Regions from separate parts of the Sus scrofa genome. Here regions 2 and 3 are each linked to region 1. The links are chromatin contacts, called in public Hi-C and HiChIP or PLAC-seq maps. All regions are on one chromosome and are shown on one strand. The core of a region is the stretch at or near the end of the contact, and the rest is flanking DNA. Distances in the headings are between cores, read along the strand shown. Region 1 holds the start of HOMEZ (homeobox and leucine zipper protein Homez). Region 2 holds the start of DAD1 (defender against cell death 1). Region 3 holds the start of DHRS4 (dehydrogenase/reductase (SDR family) member 4).

Region 1 (5,015 bases), core at 655-3,154:
AACCCTGCAAATGGGAGAGGGTGTTTTCACCAAAGGTTGAGGATGACCTGGTAAATCCAAATTCTGCAGCCCTAGTCCTTAGAAGAGCTGGGAAGATTATTGTCTTGCAAAAGGTGGGACCCTCCCTTCTCTGATAATGTCAGTCTGGACCGCTTCCTCTCTTCCCCTCCCCCATCCCAATCTACTCCATCTTCTAAAGTGTTAGGATGAAACCCACACAAAAGAGGGAGGCTTTAGCCTGCTCTCCAGAACTGCCAGAGGTCTTTCTTCTCCTTTCCTTGGATTCTTCTCCTAAATCTGTCTTCAGTTCTGTTCCCTACTCCTAACTTGGGAATGAGTATCCTTCTGAGACAAGAAAGGTGGCTGAGTTGTCTACCCTTCGTAATTCGCAGCCCATGATCAGTGATGTCCAGAGTGACTGATTGAAACCTTCAGGGGCAACCACTAAATTCTTATAGTGCTTGCCCGGCTTTCCAGACAAACAAGCTCATTGTTTGGATTATAAGAGAATGAACTGACAATTGCGAGCAGCCACTGCCTGAAATATTTCACTTTTCCCTTCTTTCGTTACATACAAACCATTGGGATATTGTAATAAGTCATGATTTAAGAGAAGATCTGTATATGCCACAGCCCTGGCTTAATCCTAAGAGATTAAAAGTTTCTAATTCTAAAACTGAGAATATTGTTTCTGTTGCTTACTCCTATGATGTTTTTGTGGGATACTAGCTTAAAGGACACAGCTTTTAGGAGCTGAGACTGTTACTAAATGTGCTGAGGGAGAGAGGAGAGGAATGGGCAAACGCAAGGCACACAAAAGAAAATAGGGTTCTGAGCTGAAGCACAGATATATTTCTGATGCTTTGCAATCCTAAAAAAGCTCTAGACCTTAGTGTGGAGTGGTGAAGAATCAGAAGTAGCAGTTATGATGGCTGAATTTTAGGGGGTACACGAGAAGGGGTGAAGTCTGTGGAATACAGAAGAGTCACTTCTGAAAGTACTGTTCCCATATATGTATAACTGGGTCACTTTGCTGTACAGCAGAAATTGACAGAACATTGTAAATTGACTACAATAAGAAAGAAGGAAAAAAAAGTACTGTTCCCAAGTTTTAGTCAGAAGACTGAGAATCCTGACTATACAAATTTACGGCCCAGAATTGTGGTGTGGAATACTGTTTTAGTGTAAACCCTTTCTTGACAGCAAAACCCACGGTCCCAAATATGAGTTACAGCTCCAGGTCCTCTTTACTATGGCAGAAAGGGGGGCCTGGGGAGGTGTGGAGTGTCCTAAACAAGGTGACCCCTCCAGCACTTCCTCTTTGAGAACATCCGTCTGGTGACAACTGGACCCGGGAAGCGGCCCAAGGTGCCAGGCTGCTAGGATCCTTGTCTTTCGGGGTGGCCAAGACATTCTATACAAGTTCCCGGTTGCTCTACGCGTTTACAGTGACGCCGCCGACGGCAGCTGGGAACGCGCGCCTCCTTGTGTGAGCTGGGAAAGGAATACAGAAAAAGTCTTCCTTCCGGAGGAAACAAATAAGGAGTAGTTTGTAGGCGGTCTGGACAGTTCAACAAACTGCTGTGAATTCCTTGGGGAATTCCAGCAGGAACAGGGCCCTGTGGACTCCGAAGATCCGGTGCCCACAAGGTGGGGGGGGCGGGGGAGCGCGGGGCGGAGTACCATTCACGGCACCCTAGCGGCGGGGGGACATCTTCCCTGTCCCACGCACCCAATAGTCACCCCGGCTGAGGCACAACGCAGCCAATAGCGGACTTCAACAGAGACCCACGCTGCCAATGGCCGGCTCAGCCCCTTCCGCCGGGGCCCGCCTCCTTAAACCCACCAATCAGGACTCTGGCCACCTTGGCACCGCCCCTGGGGCCCGCCCCACCCATCCGCCCCGCCTCCAACTCGCTGGAGCTGGGCTGGGCTTGACCGGCGCGCTCTCGGGGGCGGGAGGGGGGCAAGTCCCGGTCCTGGCCCTCGGCGCGGGTGGGCTCGGAGCAGGCCGCACCGGGCAGCAACCCTATTCTCACCCCGGAGGCCCCCTGCCCTTTCTCCCCCTTTCCCCCCGGCCCATGGTGCGAGGCTGGGAGCCGCCGCCCGGGCCGGACAGCGGTGAGTGATCCCCAGCCCTTTCGACTTCCCCTCCCAGCCCGTGTACGATCTCCGACCTCTGGAGTTCCATCCCCGCGCTAGGGGGAGGAGAATTCTGGGTTCGAAGTTGCCCGGTTCTCTCTCCTTTCTCCTCTGGACTTTTCGGTTCCCTGTTGTAACTGGGGGAGGGTGAGTGGGTGTGTAGGGAGGAGGGGAAAGCAGGGTTGGGACGCCCTCGGAAAGGGGAGGATAAAGATTCGCCTGCTCTCTGGGGCTCATCGCCCCAAGTGCAGCAACTTTTTGTTCTCTGACCCAGTTCGGAGCCTTCTAGACTGCCTGTGAAATGGAGGATAGGAGAAACGTTTCCTTCCCAAGGCCTCCCCTCCTCCCCTCCACGACTACCTCCTGGCGACCTCAACACACGCACAGAAACCTGGCCTTATTCCTGGGGAGCAGTGGCCTTTGGGAATGAAAGGTTTAAGAGAAACTACTCCTTCTGACCCCTTTACCCAGCCATACTCAGAAAATCAAACCAGTAAAGTGAGAACCTGAGTCTTCAGAGGTTCCTGGTGTTGCGTCCTAATCTGAGACTTCTGAACCGAAAGACTCAAGCTGAGACCTATTTGGTAATGTGGGCCCAGATGAGATCTTTTATCATATGACCCCCCTTCTCACCATACCTTTGAAGCGCTTTTTATGGTTAAGATAGGTAGGTGGCAGTAATTGAAAACAAAAAAGCCAGCTGGGAATTTTTAAATGATGCATACACATCTTAAGCATTGTCATTAAAAGTACATTCATTTCACCAATCTCTTGGGTTAGTGTCCAGGCGTTTTCTTTGTGTACATTCTGCTGACTGGCAGTCCCAGTTGCCTTTGTAGTATAAACTACATAAGCAAATCTCAAATCTGACTGCACCCTGAGAACTTTTTAAAACTACTTATGCCTGGGCCCTAGTCCAGGCTAATTAAGTCGGAGTGAGGAGGTGAATGCTCTGGTTTCAGTTTTCCAGGTAATTCTAATGTGCAGTCTGAGACAGGAGCCACTGCCTCTCATCTGTGATTTCCAGGTTTCGTTTCTTTATAGTGAAGTGGAAATTTAAACACAAATTTAAAAACATTTAAATCTGAATGGAATACCTCTTGAGATTTTTAAGTCCCCTGCCCCTTCCATTCTTTTACAGTTGTCTTGCCTACTCTCAAGTTTTTTAAAATGTACGCTCCTTTGTATTACGTCTTTTGAAAGCATGTGACTGTTTTCATAGGAACAATTCTTAACATACTAATTTTTTCATAGGTTTATGTGATGTTGAATTTATATAAACACAGAAAAACAATAGGCCTAAGCAGGCTTGGAATATCACACACCATGCCTGAGGACACAGAACGACTGAAGGAAGCAGGTGATTTTGGCACACTGGAAAGTAGCCTAACAGCCTCTAGTTTCCAGTGCCCTGTGGGTGTGGATTACCATGTAATCCAGTGAGGATCTGTTAAGTCAGGCTCCTGGCCCAGTTGAACATCCCTGGCTGCCACTCTTTCCAACTAATATCACCAATACCTAATCCCTTCAAGGCTAATTCAGATTCTCTTGAGGCTTCCATCCACTCTTTTGATTCATTCATAAAAAGTTGTTTCTTCTTTAAGCAATTACCACACATTGCCTTTATTTATTAAATCGGGAGGACATAGGCAGAGTTTCTTAACCTGGGCTTGTGGGCACTCAGTGAACCCCCTGAGATTATACTATATATAATATGAGAGTGTGAATGTTTATTGGTGGGGGGGTATAAGTCATAACTTTCTGAGGGTCTGTAATTTCTGATTTTCAAAGAGTTCCTTGATCCAAAAACTTAAGAAGCACATGAATATCACTAAAAGCCCCTTAAGGTCCTGAAAACTCTCACCAAAACACATTTCATTCAAAAACATACTTCAGTTCTCTGAGTAAACATTTAGGGAATTTAGCAGGATCATATCTGTTCTCTTATTTGAATGATCTCTTGCTTTAACCACAAGTCTAGGCTCAAGTTCAATTTTTTTTTTTTCCTTTTTGTCTGGGCCAGGGATCAGATCCCAGCTGCAGTTTGTTATCTGAACCGCAGTTTGCGACCTACACTGCAGCTGCAATGCTGGACCCTTTAACCCACTGTGCCAGGCTGGGGACTGAACCTTGGTCCTAGTGCTACAGAATATTGATCCCATTGTGCCACAGCAGGAACTCCTAGGCTCAAGTTCTGAAGACCTCCTTTCTCTAGGATTATTGTGAACATCAACATCAGAAGTTTAAGGCAACCCATTTTTTTCTGCCATCTGCCCAGGGGTATGGAAAGCCCAAAGGGAAGTAAGAGTGTTATCTTGACTGTATTTATTGATGACTTTAAGTAGCAGTGGGACATATGTGGCAATTTTTGGGGGCATTTTTAATAAGGATGCAAACTTAATAGTAATTCAGAATTGATAATACCACCACTGACATGGACACCTCTGCCCAGAGGATTTATTTCTCTAGCTCTGATTCCCTTTTTTCCTACCTTCTCCAAAGGAGGTACAAGAACACAAGACACTGTAGTGTCTTCACTGTGGTTGTGATTACTGTAGAATCTACCCTTCTTGTTGGAGTTCTCATAAGCCACTCCCTGGTTTCTTCTTATTTCAAAGCCAGATTCTTGTAGGGAGTTGCCAGCTATACAGCTGTGCCTTGATTTAAGCCACCATTCTGTATCAGGAAATCTACAACTGTGTTTTGTGTAGTTGGAAAACTGTGGATATATGCAGTGTAACAAATAGGGCCTTGTTATACTGAACTATCAAACTGATGCCATGAGAATATGAAGGATAGCAGACCACATGAATAAAAGCAAAAACTTAAGTTTTTTGTTTGATAAGCTGTGCCTGCTTTATTTCTCATCTGGC
Region 2 (5,015 bases), core at 1,115-3,614, 640 kb after region 1:
AAATCAACACTAGTATTAGCAATTTTTCCATTGACAGATCAGTCAAAAATGTGTCAATGATTATAGAATCATAAACTGAACACAGAAGACCTCTTCTTGCTCTTTTAAGCAGTCCAGAAAGCTTTAGTTCATTATATTGGTGTTTGACTTTGCAGGTCTCAGAAAAGGATGCATTCAGTAAGTGAATTTGGTGTTTTTCAGTTCTTTTTCTTTCCCCCTTTGGGAGTTCCTGTGAAGATGCTAATGATGCTAGTTGACATGGATCAAAGGCAGACAAAACAGAAGGGAGAGACTACTGGAAGAAGCCTAGCTAACAGAATAGAACCCCCCTGAGGAATGCACTCCTAAATAATTAAAAAGCATCAGCCTAGCCTTTAAAGTGTGAAGTTGAATACCAGTGAGAAAGCTACCCTCCTATTCACTGATGAGGCAGGGAGAAAAGTTCAACTTGTCAGAGAAAATGACACTTGCTTTATGATATAGAAATAGGAACCAGCCTGGTTATCCATTCCTCTTTTTTTCCCCCTCAGCAACATAAGAGGGTTTAGACTGAACTTAAGTTCAGATAACAGTACAAATCTCAATGGGTGTGACTAGGAATATATCTTTTCAGATGGATTGTAAATCTTTCTGAGGACATGGATTATATCTCTTTTTTCTAGAATTAAGCAAGGTTTTGCTCATGACTAAGAGCCAGCACACGATTTGGTTCCAGTTTACTTTTTTTTTTTTTTTAAGGGCCACACTCACGATATATGGAGATTCCTAGGCCAGGGGTTGAATTGGAGCTACAGCTGCTGGCCTACACCACAGCCATAGCAACGCCAGATCCGAGCCACATCTGCAACCTACACCACAGCTCATGGCAACGCCGGATCGTTAACCCACTGAATAAGGCCAGGGATCGAACCTACATCCTCATGGATGCTAGTCAGATTCGTTAACCACTGAGCCACCACGGGAACTCCTGGTTCCAGTGTGAACACAAACAACAAATGAAAACTAAGGAAGGTTTACTTGCTGTTTTAGGAATTTTGCTTGAGTGGCTAGGATAGTTTAAAGTTACTAATAAGTTGAAAAAGTACCTGGTTATATGCTACTTGCAGCTGAAAGTGCGATGAGCTAGGTCTGTTAGATCAGATTCACCTAAAATAAAAGGGCAGCAGGAGTTCTCTTGTGGCACAGTGGGTTAAGGATCTGGCATTGTCACTGCAGTGGCTTGGGTTGCTGCTGTGACCTGGTTTGATCCCTGGCCAGGGTAATTTCCACAAGCCTCTGGCATGGGAAAAAAACAAAACAAAACAAAAAACGCGGCAAAAGCCAGAAACTAAGGTGGACCTTATTTTTCAAAAAGGTTAAAACACTAAATACAAGTAACTAATTCCACTTGTTAAAATACAAAACCTTAAACCTTCATTTTCTTCTGCAAAATAAATCGGAAGGGGTAGAGTTTGAACCAGGCACCAGGCAATGCTCTTTCAGGCCTTTCAGCACTGACATTCTGGGATAGTTCAACAACAGGTTCAAGATGCTAGGTTGGGAGTAGCACGCTGCTAAACTTGATCGTATACTCTATGCAATTTAATCGACTTTCTCACCCCACGCCCACCCCCAGCTCTTTTAAGACTATCAGATTCACCGAAGAATACCTACAATTGACTAACTACAATTCAAAAAATGTGGAGGAGCCCAATAAATGTCTGCTGAATGAATACCTGAGGTTTGATTCTATCGCTCTTATTAATAAGCGTCCCCAAGTCTAGATCCTAAAGCCAGTTCAGGACCGGGTAAAGTCGAGCTCCCCCACTCCGCCCCACACCTCCCACCCCCAATAACCACGTCTAAACTGGTGCCCGCTCAGACACTGATCGGGTGGTTCCAACTTTGGGGCAACCTGACTTGCTCCAATGATCTGGGACGGATCGCAGTTAGCGCCCTTAACAGAATTAGGACCGAACAAGTACTGAACCCGGAGAGCGCCAGACATTGCCCTATAGCAGATCTAAATAGTATATGTTTGAGAACGTGAGTGAACCAAAGAGACTCCAAACCTCGGAGTAGCTTCGCTATTGGCTGTAAAGCCTCTCCCGGTCTTCCTCCCGCACTATCTTGTTGCTAGAGCAACTGTGGGCGTCACCAACCTGACGGCGGAAATGGAACAAAAAGAGTACACGTCTCCAGCACAGGGAAAGATCCGTTGCGCAGGCGCACTAGCTTTCTCTGGCTGTAGTTCTCATTTTGAGGATGTATTCTGCGTCTGCGCATTGGTTGTTTCGCGCCTTGGTCGGTCTATACGCCTGCGCAAATCGGGGAGGACGGAGCTGGGCTGTACCGCTGCGCATGCGCTAAGACTACATCCGGTGTGGTCGTCTGGTACTCTAGGAGCTTGGGGTACGCCGGCCGAAGTACCAAGTTTATAGTCATGTCGGCGTCGGTGTTGTCGGTAATCTCCCGGTTCTTAGAAGAGTACTTGAGCTCCACTCCTCAGCGTCTGAAATTGTTGGATGCATATCTCTTGTATATACTGCTGACCGGGGCGCTGCAATTCGGTTACTGTCTCCTCGTGGGGACCTTCCCCTTCAACTCTTTCCTCTCCGGCTTTATCTCTTGCGTGGGGAGCTTCATTCTAGCGGGTAATGATTCAGTAATAATCTCCATAATAATGTGTTTCTTTGGTGCGCTGCTTTTATTCCCACAGTGCTCGTCTCTTTGTATCAGAACACTGCCTTGTCAAGTTATGAGAGGAGCCTGCATTGCTCTCTCTTTGTGAATGGGGAAATGGAGGGTCAGACAGGTGGCGTGCCTGTTACTGGAGAATCACCAAGGAGCTGGAATTAAATATAGAAACCACTTTCATGCTGCTGTGCAACCTGGTGATCCTCTTCACTTTGTATATATAGTCCAGGGAAAACTTCTTCCCAATTTCCACCTAGCTTTAACACAACTTTGAAGTTGGTAGACTTTTTTTTTTTATTTTTAAACTTACTATAGTTGACTTACAATGTTTTATTAATTTCTGCTGTACAGTAAAGTGATCCAGTTATACATATGTATGTGTATATGTATATATATATATATATATTCTTTTTTACGTTATCCTCCATCGTGTTCCATCACTGATGATTAGATATAGTTCCCTATGCTATACAGCAGAATCTCATTGCTTATCCACTCTAGGGTTAGGTGCTATAGTTTGCATCTACTAACCCCATACTCCCAGCCCATCCCACTCCCTCCCCTTCTCCCTGTTCTCCATGTCCATGGGTTTGTTTCTTTTCTGTAGATAGATTCATTTGTGCCATTATTCCAGATATAAGCGATATATGGTATTTGTCTTTCTTTCCTTTTTTTTTTTTTTTTTTTTTTTTGCTTTTTAGGGCCACACCCACAGCATATGGAATTTCCTAGGCTGAGAGTCGAATTGGAGTTACAGCTGCTGGCCTACACCACAGCAACGCTAGATCCAAGCTGTGTCTGTGACCTACACCACAGCTTGTGGCAACACTGGGTCCTTAATCCACTGAGCAAGGCCAGGGATCAAAGGTGAGTCCTCATGGATGCTAGTTGGATTTGTTAATGTGAGCCATAATGGACACTCCATTTTTTTTTGTTTGTTTTCTCTTTCTGACTTACTTCACTTAGTATGAGAGTCTTTGGTTCCATGCATGTTGCTGCGAATGACATTTAATTTGTTCTTTTTTTTGGCTGAGTAGTATTCCACTGTATATATACACCATGTCTTTTTTTTTTTTTTAAGGCCACCCTCAAAGCTTTGGAGATTCCCAGGCTAGGGGTCCAATTGGGGCTACAGCTTCCGGCTTACATCACAGCCACAGCAACGTGGGATCTGAGCCGAAACTGTGACCTACACCACAGCTCACGGCAACGCGAGATCCTTAGCCCACTGAGTGAGGCCAGGGATTGAACCCGCAACCTCATGGTTCCTAGTGGGATTCATTTCTGCTGTGCCATAATGGGAACTCCAACGTCTTCTTAATCCATTCATATGTTGATGGACATTTAGGTTGTTTCCGTGTCTTAGCTGTTGTGAGTTAGTGCTGCAATGAACATAAGGGTGCATATATCTTTTTCTCTTTTTTTTTGGTTTTTAGGGCCACCCCTGTGGCACATGGAGGTTCCCAGGCTAGGGATCAAATTGGAGCTACAGCTGCAGGCCTACGCCACAGTCACAGCAACATCAGATGTGAGCCACGTCTTCGACCTACACCACAGCTCATGACAATACCAGATCCTTACCCCACTGAGCGAGGCCAGGGATCAAACCCGAAACCTCATGGTTCCTAGTCAGATTCATTTCTGTTGCACCACAATGGGAACTCTGCATGTGTCTTTTTCAATGAAAGTTTTGTCTGGATAGATGCCCAGGAGTGGGATTGCTGATCATATGGTAGTTCTATATTTTGTTTTCTGAGGTACCTCCATTTTGTTTTTCGTAGTGGTTGTACCAGTTTACATTCCTACCAACAGTGTAGGAGCGTTCTCTTTTCTCCACACTCTCCAGCATTTGTTATTTGTAGGCTTGTTCATAATAGCCATTTTGACGTGTGTGAGGTGGTACTTCATTGTAGCTTTGATTTGCATTTCTCTAATAATTAGTGATGTTGAGCATGTTTTCTTTGGCTGTTGGTCATCCATATGTCTTTGGAGAAATGTCTGTTCAGGTCTTCTGCCCATTTTTCAGTTGGATTCTTTGTTTTTTTGCTGTTGAGTTGTATGAGTTGTTTGTATATTTTGGAGATTTAAGCCCTTATTGGTTGCATCATTTGAAACTATTTTCTCCCATTCCCTAGGTTGTATTTTTTTTTTTTTTAATGGTTTCCTTTGCTGTGCAAGAATTGGTAAGTTTGATTAGGTCCCACCGGTTTATTTTTATTTCTATTGCTTTAGGAGACTGACCTAAGAAAATATTTGTAGTGTTGATGTCAGAGAATGTTTTGCCTGTGTTCTCTTCTAGAAATTTTATGGTGTCTTGTTTAGGTCTTTAAACCATTTCG
Region 3 (5,015 bases), core at 1,450-3,949, 530 kb before region 1:
TCTGTAAGCAGCTTGGCAAGTCTGGGTTGGCTCACAGCTCTTCTCTTATCAGCTGTAGGACTGGGGATGTTGCTCTAGCTTTCTAAACCAGCCTTTAAACAGGGAGACTAGTCCTGGCTTTGTTTGCGTTGCTGTTTAAAGATAATCCACAGAGTTCCTATTGTGGCTCATCAGTAACAAACCGGTCTAGTATCCATGAGGACGTGGCTTTGGTTCCTGGCCTCGCTCAGTGGGTTAAGGATCTGGCATTGCCATGGGCTGCGGTGTAGGTTGCAGACAAAGCTTGGATCTGGTGTTGCTGTGGCTGTGGTATAGACTGGCAGCTATAGCTCTGATTCCACCCCTAGCCAGGGAATCTCCATAGGCTGTGGGTGCGGCCCTAAAAAACAAAACACAACAAACAAACAAACAAAAAGATAACCCACATAAGGCTCTGAACAAAGTGAATGGCACACAGTAGGTGGTTGAAACATGGTGGGCTGCCTCCTGCAGGCTCCTAGGGACTCAACTTTAAAAGATGAATAAACAGTTTATTAGCTCATAGTGGGAATACCCACTTTGTGATTGTAATTACCCTTCTCATCTGCCCAATGAGATTGGAAGCTACTGAAAAGCCAGGACCAGCTGGCTTTTTTTGGGTGCCCCAAGGGACAGTGCAGGGTTGCAGCCTTAGAGTGGTTTTTGATTTTTTGACTGAGATGGGATGATTTTTGGAGACAGAACTGAAAGTTACACAATAAAAATGTGCTGGTGGACTTGTGTGAGTATGCGGAACACACTGTTATCTTTTAGTTAACAGTGCCAGCATGGATCACACCCATGTTGTCCAGGCTCTGTGCTCATATCCTATTGCTCACCATGGCCACCAGTCGCTCCCGGTCCTCGGCCTTCCCCACGTGGCACACGGTGCCCGTCACGCTCAGCCCCTCCCCCTGCAGTGTTGCCACTGTCCGGTCCACATTCTCCTGCTTCCGGCTGCTGACCACCACGTGGGCCCCATCCTGGGCCAGACGCCGGGCGATGGCGAGGCCGATCCTGTGGGCCAGAGAGAGATAAGGATAAGTCAAGCCTAGCACAGGAAACGAGTAAGAGCATGGGCTCTTGAGTCAGACTGCCTCCGTTCTGAATTCCAGCTCTCCCTCTGTATGACCTCCTGTGTTAGGCAAGGTTGATGGCATAGCCATTACCATAAAGATGGACAAGCTTAGCATATGTTCGGCATTGGTTTACTTATTTTTCTCAGGACCCTGAGGTGAGGTTCCCATGGTCACAGGCCCCCCATCCCTCAGGGATTAAGGGGAGAGAAATGAGGTAGGGGTATAGCAGTGAGACTCTGATTGGACAGTCTCACTCAGAAAAGCCCCTTCGCCCAAATATCTACTAGTCTACATCATCTCAATATTCTCTCCTTAGTTATCTTTTAAGAGTTATCTTTTGTCAAATAAATCGGAGCTGCAGCTGCTAGCCCACACCACAGCCACAGCAACACCAGATCCAAGCTTTGTCTGCAAACTATACCACAGCTCACGGCAATGCCAGATCCTTAAACCGCTGAGGGAGGCCAGGGATTGAACCTGAGTCCTCATGGATAGAAGTTGGGTTGCAGCTGAGCCACAATGGGAACTCCACAAACGTAAATTTTTTACATACCCCCTCTGGAGAAAAGGTTACATATATTGCCCTTGTTAGCCATTAGCATTTCCCATTTGTATTTGAGATTTGTGAAGAGCTGGCATCTAGCAAGATTCTGTGGGGATAAGAAACAGCGTAGACAAAAGTGGTTAGTGAGAAACAGGCTAGGTGAGGGAGGCCAAAATGTACAGAACTAAACACACATCTGGGAGTTCCTTTCATGGCTCAGCGGTTAACAAATCCGACTGGTATCTATGAGGACACAGGTTCAGTCTTGCTCAGTGGGTTGAGGATCCAGCTTTGCTGTGGCTGTGGTGTAGGCCAGCAGCTGTAGCTACCATTAGACCCCTAGCCTGGGAACCTAAAAAGAGAAAAAAAATTAAATCTGGACAGCATATGGGTCTTGTGTCTGTTCTAGGTAAGGGGTGCAGCTCTGTGAGACTCCTGGGTGTCAAAATGGGGTGCCTGGAACATTTCCACAGTGGGTGGAGGCACTGGATGGATTTTTGGCATCTGGACTGTTTTGGATTTCAGTCCAGGACCCTGGGAGGTTGGACTGATGGGGGTGAGGTAGGGTCAGCACCAAGGTGGAGCAGTAGAGCCAGAGGCAACAGTGACAAGAGGGCTGGCAATGAGTGTGGGGTGGTGATCAGGCCCTGGGCATTCCGAGGGGCCGCAGGCCAACCACGTGGTTCCTTCCTGCCTGGGAGGAACTCTGGCTATGTGTGAGGCCTGAGGACGGGGGCACAGGAGGCAAAGGACAAGGAATTAGTACCTGTTTGCAGACAGCGGGGTGCCTTTGAGACTTGGGCCCCCGGGCACTCACCCGTCAGTGGAGGCTGTTACTAGTGCCACCTTATTCTCGAGCGGTTTTCGGCGCTCCACCCCGGTGCTGGCCATCCGCACCGACTTCCACGTCTGGGAACAGGCCCTCAGTAACTGCCCCGCCGCCCGCATGTTGCAGACCAGGTTCTGAGTTCTGTCCCGCCCAGGGAAGTTGACAAAATAGAACCAGCGGCGGGGGTGGGGCGAGCCGCGTCCCCGCGCAGCTGCGCATTCCGCTCCCAGTTGTCCTCTCCCCTCCCCCTGCTCCCCGCCCCTCTATCCCCGCCTCCACTGTCCCCACCAGCCCTAGATTTGGACGGCTTTTCCCGCTCCCCGCCCGCTTTGCGCTGAGGGCCCGCTGTGGCCTCGGCCGCCCCCTGCCGGCCACGGCCGTGATGTCTTGCAGTCTCCCAGTCCACGTGGCGGGTGGGTGTGGACCGTGCTGTCGGTTCTGGTTTCCTGTAGGGCAGCCCGCACCTCCGGGAGCCAGAAGACTCATCTGTCTTCCCACCCCTCCTTCTACTTCTGCTTCTCACCCCTCCTTCTACGTCTTTTCTTGGGGGAGAGGGGACTATGAGTCGCTTGCTTTTGCTTCCCAGAACCCCAAGATGGACTTCGTTTTCCAAGGAAGTCCACTTCTGCAATTGCAATGGCCCACGGGAGGACAAATGTTTTGAGATTGCCCATGGCAGTGAGGCCTGAGGTCCCCACAGAGCACCACGTGAGGGTCCCAGGTGAGGGTGGAGGAGCCCAGGAGAGACACATGATGGGGAGCAGCTGAGCTAGGCACTGCCCTTCACCCTAGCTCAAGTTTTCCTCCATCCCCATAGGCCTGGAGGGCGGACTCTCATCACCAGTAGTGACCAGTGTGTGCAATGAAAGATCCTGACAGGATAGGAGCTCTTATACCCTACACCGTAAGAGGACTTCTCCATTTTCAGGACTAAGCAGTAGCAAGGAGGCTAGAAGGTCCCCTAAACAGTGGTGGAAATCCAGGGAAGTCGAGAGCACTCAGGTTCTCTTTAATCGTTATGTCCCCAGGTCCTAGCCTCCATCCTAGCTCAATAAATATTTGTTTAGTGTGTAAGCACTTCATAAACTGTAAACTACTAAACACATAGTAATTATTGCCACCATAGAGTAATTATTATTGCCGCCACAGGCCAGGCTCTTTGTCTGTAAGCTGAAGATGCTAGAGTAGATGATGGATAAGGTCCTCTCTGCCTATAAATTCTGTGTCCAAGACTTCAGCCTCCACTTCTGCCAACTGAGCTGAAATGATCTCCCTCCTGGGTTTCTGGGAGAATTAATAAATCTGGATGGCTTATGGTACATTGTAGAAAGGCCCTGACAGACCCCGTGTCAGCAGCTGAATTGGTTTAACCCCATGGCCTCCAAATGCCAGGCTGAGAAGTTGGGCTGATCCATGGCAGTGTTTTCACTAATTCAAGGCAAAAAAGGAAAAATAAAGAACATATAGTGAGTTTCATAAAGCTAAGCTCATTTAACTTAACCGATAGTCCTTTTTTTCTGGGAAAGGCTTTTGCTCTTTTTTTTTTTGAAGTTTGTCTTTTGGTTAAGAGAAGATGATGAAGGCAGATGGGTAGTTGAGAAAAGCATTGTTGGTGAAAAAACCAGTCTGACAACTCGATGTCGGTCCTTACAATTAGAGGAGAAACAATCCTGGTCTGTGAAATGCAGTTCCGGGAATCACTGTTGAATAGAAGTAATACTTGTGAAAGATTCATTTAGTGTATGTGTAGGTCAGCTGAAGAGCTGAAAAGGATTTCAGCATTCGAAGGGGGTGTCTGCGTAGTGAATGACACAACAAGCATGCGCTGGCTTTGTCATTTATTCCTCTGCGGAGACGTTACAGCTGCGGTACTCAGCACATCCCTATGAGATAAGAGAGCTTGAGTCTAATTTCCCCCATGTCCGAGGAAAACTGACTCTCTGACTGGTGCCCCTCAGTCTGAACCTCATGAATTATTGACAACTGAGGCTGGATAGCATGACGCTCCTCTTCCTCCTGCCCTGTTCAGAGCTAATGCACTGTGGGAACCCTTCCCAGCGCTCTCCACCTACGGGCAAGCCTGGGGGAGGGGATGTAGGAGGCTGGAGCCAGCCTCTCAGAGCTTTTGGTTCAAAGGGACGGGCTGTCATGGCCCATTTGATCTCTTCACCTCCAGAGTGAAGAAGTGGGCAGCCAGGTCCGGGGGCTGAGGTGGGGGCTTTCCAAAGAGGAAAGGGTTTTGGGGAAAGAGCATTCTGGCCTGGGAATATCACATGGCTGCTCCCTGTCTGGGCAACGTCTTTATTTGGCCTCTAGCACCATTTCTTTTCTTTTTTATGGCTGCACCTATGGCATATGGAAGTTCCTGGGCTAGGGATCTAGGGGTTGAGTCAGGGCTGCAGCTAAGGCCTATGCCACAGCCACGGCAAGACCAATTCCGAGCCACATCTTCAACCCATGCTGAAGCTTGCAGCGATGCCAGATCCTTAACTCACTGAGCAAGGCCAGGGATTGAATTCACATCCTCACAGAAACAATGCAGGTT

Evidence for each region. A called contact is a pair of places that touch in the nucleus more often than the background predicts. HiChIP or PLAC-seq counts read pairs in DNA pulled down with a chosen protein or histone mark.
Region 2: a Hi-C map of heart right ventricle shows a contact between it and region 1, with 3 times the contacts expected there. The contact joins the promoter of DAD1 here to the promoter of HOMEZ in region 1. A contact is called at or near these places in 1 of 47 Hi-C or Micro-C datasets (heart right ventricle) and 1 of 2 datasets of contacts at active chromatin or transcription factors (alveolar macrophages).
Region 3: a contact with region 1 is called in an H3K27ac HiChIP or PLAC-seq map of alveolar macrophages. The contact joins the promoter of DHRS4 here to the promoter of HOMEZ in region 1. A contact is called at or near these places in 1 of 5 promoter capture datasets (liver) and 1 of 2 datasets of contacts at active chromatin or transcription factors (alveolar macrophages).

The regions. Positions count from the first base shown.
Region 1 is chr7:75,787,280-75,792,294 of Sscrofa11.1, forward strand. HOMEZ (homeobox and leucine zipper protein Homez) reads left to right here and starts at 1,905. Exons shown (of 2, transcript XM_003482254.4): 1 at 1,905-2,121. The coding sequence starts at 2,082.
Region 2 is chr7:76,429,676-76,434,690 of Sscrofa11.1, forward strand. DAD1 (defender against cell death 1) reads left to right here and starts at 2,365. Exons shown (of 3, transcript NM_213944.1): 1 at 2,365-2,633. The coding sequence starts at 2,423. ABHD4 (protein ABHD4) reads right to left here and starts at 2,161. Exons shown (of 7, transcript XM_021099270.1): 1 at 2,052-2,161.
Region 3 is chr7:75,252,895-75,257,909 of Sscrofa11.1, forward strand. It overlaps DHRS4 (dehydrogenase/reductase (SDR family) member 4), which reads right to left and starts at 2,700. Exons shown (of 8, transcript NM_214019.2): 1 at 2,459-2,700; 2 at 858-1,035. The coding sequence starts at 2,589.